Linked DNA regions of Sus scrofa: region 2 is linked to region 1. The links are chromatin contacts, called in public HiChIP or PLAC-seq maps. All regions are on one chromosome and are shown on one strand. Each heading gives the region's core, a stretch centred on a gene start, on an enhancer-like site or on the middle of the called end of the contact. The rest is flanking DNA. Distances are from core to core; before and after follow the strand shown. Region 1 overlaps FLT1 (vascular endothelial growth factor receptor 1). Region 2 has its middle 5.9 kb from the start of MTUS2.

Region 1 (2,991 bases), core at 87-2,586:
TTCGACTCCTAGCCTGGCACTTTCCACATGCCACAGGTGCTGCTCTGGAGAGCAAAAAATAAAATAAAATAAATAAATAAAGAGGACGTGTCTTATGGGAGGGACTTGACACCATAAAACAGCTTCAAGTTCCAAACAAGTCAGGTGTTCTGGCGTCACGGGTTTCATTTTGTAGTTGGGTCAATCTCCCGCTAAGCCTTTGAAATTGAAGATGTACAGCAAAGTTTCCATGATAACAGCACAATGGATCATTCTGCACATTTGAACCTGTGGTTCCAGTGGGCTTACATCTGGTAGTCTCGAGTCTGGGACGTTGCAGGAGACAGATCTTTGAGGTGACAGAAATCATTTTCCCATGGATGGTGCTGGACTGTTTCGTTTACGGGGTTTATTCTGAGCTCTTGCCGGCCTAATCTAAAGCCCCGGAGGTCAGGGGTCTTCCGGCAGAAGAGAGTTATGTGGCCAGAGCAGAAATAGCTTCTGTCTCTTCCTAGGCCACGTCCAGCTTAAACCAAGCTTGAGAGTACGTCACGGGTGAGTTGAAAGCCAAACTAGAGCATACGTACCTTTCAGCATTTTTACAGCTACCGTCCGGCACGTGGGTGATTTCTTAATGCCAAAGGCAGATGCCTGGACCACTTTCCCAAAAGCCCCTCTTCCCAGTGATTTGCCTGCAATGAAAAGAAGACATTGGTTTGTCTGCCCAGCGAGCAGGAGGACTTGGTCTCTTTTAGAAGGAAGGGCCTTTCCCCGGTGTGTGTGTGCCTGGCCCGTGGCTGTGAACGGAGCCGCCAATGAACTGACCCCAAAAGTGTCAAAGTCAGGGGCAGGTCTCTGGGCACCTTCCTTCCAGCTCGACTGCGTTCTGCGTTGCCCTCGTCCCTCACCGCCAGGCTAGGCTCCAGGCAGGCCTTTGGCGCAGGGGGATGGCCCGTTTCCTCCTTGACCGAGTCCTTCTCGAGGGGAGAGGCTGCCAGGTCCTGGGCGGTCTTTGCCCTCGTTCACTAACCTTAGTACTGCGCACATTTCCCTCAGTTTCACCTACGCGCCTCTCCCTGCCCTGCCAAGTTATTTCTTCTGCTCTGTTTTCAGCAAGGGGAAGAAACTGGGCAGAGCGTCACTGCTGTTGATGGTAGTGGTATAAGAGCTGCAGAGCAACCAAACAGAATCACCAAGTCTTTTCTCAGACTTCCCTGCCAGGCCGCATATCCTCAGTATTTCTAACATGTCTTTACACAGTGATTACAAATCGTCACGGCTCAGCACATGGGCCTATCAACCACTGGAAGTAATTTCTTTCAACCACAGAGAGGTGGTTGCCAAACACAATAACGAAGCAAAGTCTCCTCCCCGCCACGATGTGTTGTAATAACTGTTGACGTGGTTCTCGTCTCCCCGTGCACAAGACAGCTGGGCTCAGGGGCAGCGGCCGTGTCAGCATCGTCCCAGAACCTGGCCTGGTGCTTGGTGCATGAGGCTCCCCTGTGTATTAGTGCAAAATGAAGAGCCGCACTTGAGAATTTGCGAGATGCTCTCAGCAGGTCTCGTTCAGGCAAGGGGAAGCAGAGGGGTCCCTGCGATGGTCACCTGGACAGGGTTCTGGGGGGAGGACACCTCAGCCACCACCTTTTCTATCGGGGCTTCCTTTTTTTCCCCCTTTTTAGGGCCACTCCTGCAGCATGTGGAAGTTCTGGGCTGTGTTGTGTTGGAGCTGCAGCTGCTGGCCTATACCACAGCCACAGCCACGTCAGATCCAAGCCTCATCTGTGACCTATACCATAGCTCATGGCAATGCCAGATCCTTAACCCACTGAGTGAGGCCAGGGATTGAACCCAAAACCTCACAGATGCTAGTTGGGTCCTTAACCTGCTGCACTACAACGGGAACTCCTATCAGGGCTTCCTACTAACCACCAGGAAACAGCTAAACAGAACCTAGGGAAATAACACCCCTTCTGCCAGAAGGAAGAGGGAGCCGAAGTGGTCACTCTTTTCTGATTTTGAGGGTTGGGGATGGGGAGGAGGAAGCCGACCCGATGCCCCGGCCCGGTGCTGAGAGCGTTACTTGAGCACAGCAGCTTCTCTCCCACGGAGCCATGTATTCTGATGCTGGGCCTTCAGTGAGCTAACCTGCCCTCCCGCCTCAGTCGCCAGCCCCGTCCCCAGAGGACAGTTTGTTGTTGGCTTGTCTTTAAGATTCGTGGACAGTCTGCCATGAAGTGTTCTTGCTTCCCTGTCATCCTAGAAGCTGCACACTCTGCTCCCCACCTGCTCAGTGAGGAGGGCGTCTCCTCGCCACTGCTTAGCGCTTTCGGCCAGCAAGCTCCCCAGGCGTCCAGCTAGGACGCGGCAAGAGCGCTGCCACCAGTGTTGTCACAGGAGCCTCTAGAGCTGTCACCCTGCCTTAGGAGGGGACACTGGTGAAATGACCTGCCCCCCACCACCCCGTCAAATGTGCGCCTGGAGAGGCTGATAGACGCCGTTTCCCCCAGAGCACGCTCCCTGTTTCTGATAAAAGTGTGCAAGAGACAGCGCCAGCGGGACCCTTGCTTAAGTCAGAGAGCCTCCAGCGGACCCCGAAATCCAGGACAGGACGCCTCCTCCAGATTTGCAAAAATTGGTGCCTTTTGGTTAGAGGCTTCTCTTGCTTTTTAGGCTGAAAGAACACTTTTTCTTCTGCAGTGCTTTCCACCGAAAAGTGTCCTGAACCCAGGACATAGAAAGCTCGTGCCCGTCGTGGGGCTCTTCTCCGCGGATTCCTGCTTGTGTGGGCGGGTGAACGCCTGTTCCTGTCCACACCTCCAGCTGCCCTTCCTTCCCCGAGTTTTGTACCAGTGTTTGGGGGCTTCGCGTCCACAGTGAGGAGAAACTCACTCCCACTTGGCTTCTCCCAGTCTTTTCACGTATTTTCTTGGAAGCTGACGGTGCCTTATAAGCAGCACGCGGCTCTTATGGGCTCTTTGACCGTCCGCTGCGTTGCGTCTTCTGGTG
Region 2 (3,041 bases), core at 37-2,536, 380 kb after region 1:
AACGCAGCCCTCTGTCTTTTTTCTTGACATTCAGTATGCACTTGCTCCGAAGCATCATGTGCTGGGGTTTATTTCTAGAGAACGATTGATACACGGACCCTGAACGGAGTCCATGGCAAAGCTGACTGGTCTCTGCAAACATGCTGAATCCCTTCCCAAGGTGCTGTGGTGACTAAGTCTATACTGCTGACCCTGGGGATAGGACAAAAGGCTCAGGTTGCAGACCCTATGTTTGGAACAACGTGATCTCAGAGCACGGCGATAAGAGTCGGTCTTGCTTGGGTGCTGGTCCTCTCTGTTCTTTCACGTGACTTGTAGTAAGATCCTTTACTTTTATCTTTTTCTTTTTACTTCTTGTTTTTTTAATGGCAGCACCCTCGGCACATGGAAGTCCCCATGATTGACTCTGAGCCACAATTACAACCTACACCACAGGTTGCAGCAATGCCAGATCCTTAACCCACTGGGCAGGGCCAGGGATTGAACCCGTGCCTCGGTAGCAGAGCCACTACAGATTCTTGGGCCACAGCGAGAATTCTTCTGGGCTTTATTTATTTAACTCATAAAAGGGGTGAGAAAAAGTTCCACCAGGATGTTGTAAGAGTACTACCGACTAGGCAGCGAGAAAACGCGATGGTTCTACGCGAGGGGGGCATTCTGTGTGCGGAACAAATCTGCACGCAGGTAAAGGGATCCGTTCCATCCTGCCGGCGGATCTGATGGGCACACCCTTCAGGCTCTGCCCTGGTTCTCTGGTCTTTCCTTTTGTCTCATCAATAGGTTGTGTAGCATACTCTCATTTCAACATTCCAGTGTTTACACGTGCTGGGCACCGTTCCAGGGGCTGGGGGCAGAGTCGTGGACCAGAAGCTCAAGATTCCTGCTCCCACGAACATTCTAGTCAAGTGCAGACCCACCACTGCAGACTGATGCAATACTGCGGGTGACAGCGATCAGTGCCTGAGGGAAAATAAGGGTGTTGTTTTAGCTGGCGGAGGCCTCCCCCATGGGGGGGACCCCTGAACAGAGTCCTGAATGAGTAGAGGGAAGGAGGGAGGGAGGGGGGTCCCCACAGCCTCCGGGCAAGAGCGGTCCAGAGGAGCGGACTTGAGGTGCCTTCAAGGGAAGAGGGACCCATCTTTCCGTTCCTCACTGTCCCCCCCTCCCGCCCCCGCCCTCACCCCCCCCCCCCCCCACCCCCCACCCCCGTGCTCTTCGTGGCCCGGAAGCGTCCTTCCCCTTGGCCGTGGCCTGGGCGCCCCCTCCTGGGCAGCCTGATCGAAACCCCTGGCTGAGGCTCTCGCCCCTTTTCCGTGGGTCCTGTTGCCCTCTGCTGGCCACACGAGCGGTTAGCGCTGCCTCAAAAGTTGCGCCCAAACTTCTCCCAAATCACCGATTGCAAAATCCAATTTGAGGCCATAGTTGAATCATTGATATTCTCCCTCTGTGCTTTGAAAGCTGTTGCAAGTTTGAATAGCCGATTTCAAAATGAATTGCCTTGTAGGTAGATGGGTTTTGTTTCAAAACCATCACAAACCTTAGTATCCAGATCTAGGATGTCAAGTAACACAGAAACAACATTTTGAACAGTTGGTGATATTATTTTATTGTGTCATCATGTAATATTCATTACCGTGTATTAAATATTCTTTACAATTAAAAATTATTGAATAGACCTACACTTTAATGGTATTTTTGTCTAGGCTTTAAAGGACCTAATTACTCCAATTTCCGGGTTCTGTATATCTGGCTATTTTTCATTTCACTGGACATGGGGGGATTACCTAGGGAATATATTTTCAAATTTAGTTTTATTTATTTAATTAAAAATTTTTTTATTTATTTTATTTAATTTTCAAATATATATATGTATATATTCTCCAGAGCCATCTGCTGCTGGACTTAGACTTTGTTTTCGATCCTTGGCTACTTTCTAAAAGCAGAATCTGAAGGACAGGATGGCGGTTTGATAATTTCTGCCTTTGGGCTGCTGTGTTTGGGGTAACAGAGCTGTTAGATTCTGCTGTCTAGCAATGTGACTCATTTATACTCGTAGATTCTCTTTCATATTCTTTTCCATTATGATTTATTACAGGATGTTGAACAGAGTGACCTGTGCTATATAGTAGGACCCTTTTTTTTTTCTTTCTTTCTTTTTTTTTTTTTTTTTTTTTTGTCTTTTTAGGTCCACACCTTCAACATATGGAGGTTCCCAGGCTAGGGGTCAAATCGGAGCTGTAGCCATCAGCCTACACCACAGCTAAAGCAATGCCAGATCCGAGCCGCGTCTGCGACCTACACCACAGCTCACGGCAATGCTGGATCCTTAACCCACTGAGTGAGGCCAGGGATTGAACCTGCGTCCTCAGAGATGCTCGTCAGATTCCTTTCCAATGAGCCATGAGGGGAACTCCAGTAGGAGCTTGTTGTTTATCCACCCTATGAATCATAGTTTGCGTCTGCTAACCCCAAACTCCCACTCCATTCCTCCCTCCCCTCCCCCTTGGCAGCCACAAGTCTCTTCTCTATGTCTGTGGGTCTGCTTTTGTTTCATAGATATGTCCATTTGCATCATATTTGAGATTCCACATACAAGTGATATCTTACGGTATTTGTCTTTCTCTTTCTGACTTACTTCACTTAGTATGAGAATCTTTTAAGTCTGTCCATGTAGCTGCAAATGACAGTATTACATTCTTTTTAATGACTGAGTAATAGAGAATATTTTTAAATGATTGTAAGACATCAAGAATTTAACACGACTATGAAATCACTGACTCTAAGATAGCCTCTCTCTTTGGCAATGAGGGTACCAAAACCATGGGGAAAATTCATTGAAATTGGACTTGTGCTGTCTGCACCTGTTCTACCATAGTGTGTGTGTGTGTGTGTGTGTGTGTGTGTGAGACAGAGAGAGAGAGAGAGAGAGGTGAGCATCCGCTGTGTGTAAGGACAGGGCTAGATGAATAAGACTGAGGTTCCGGTCTAGACTCTCCTGTGGGCGAAGCACAGTGCCACATGCTTCATCTACCCAACCTCAG

What was found. HiChIP or PLAC-seq counts read pairs in DNA pulled down with a chosen protein or histone mark.
Region 2: an H3K27ac HiChIP or PLAC-seq map of alveolar macrophages shows a contact between it and region 1. The contact joins two enhancer-like sites. A contact is called at or near these places in 1 of 5 promoter capture datasets (liver), 10 of 47 Hi-C or Micro-C datasets (alveolar macrophages, embryonic fibroblasts, epiblast stem cells and 7 more) and 1 of 2 datasets of contacts at active chromatin or transcription factors (alveolar macrophages).

What each region holds. Positions count from the first base shown.
Region 1 is chr11:5,649,950-5,652,940 of Sscrofa11.1, forward strand. FLT1 (vascular endothelial growth factor receptor 1) reads right to left here. Exons shown (of 30, transcript XM_021065525.1): 18 at 567-671. Among named protein-coding and RNA genes, the nearest start is that of FLT1, 150 kb to the right of the region's middle. Within about 2 kb of position 1,337, at least 8 of the 83 cell types and tissues checked have an H3K27ac peak or open chromatin away from gene starts, as enhancers often do. A contact at or near this core is called in alveolar macrophages and fetal liver, where this site is marked.
Region 2 is chr11:6,031,440-6,034,480 of Sscrofa11.1, forward strand. No RefSeq gene overlaps it. Among named protein-coding and RNA genes, the nearest start is that of MTUS2, 5.9 kb to the right of the region's middle. Within about 2 kb of position 1,287, at least 18 of the 83 cell types and tissues checked have an H3K27ac peak or open chromatin away from gene starts, as enhancers often do. A contact at or near this core is called in alveolar macrophages and fetal liver, where this site is marked.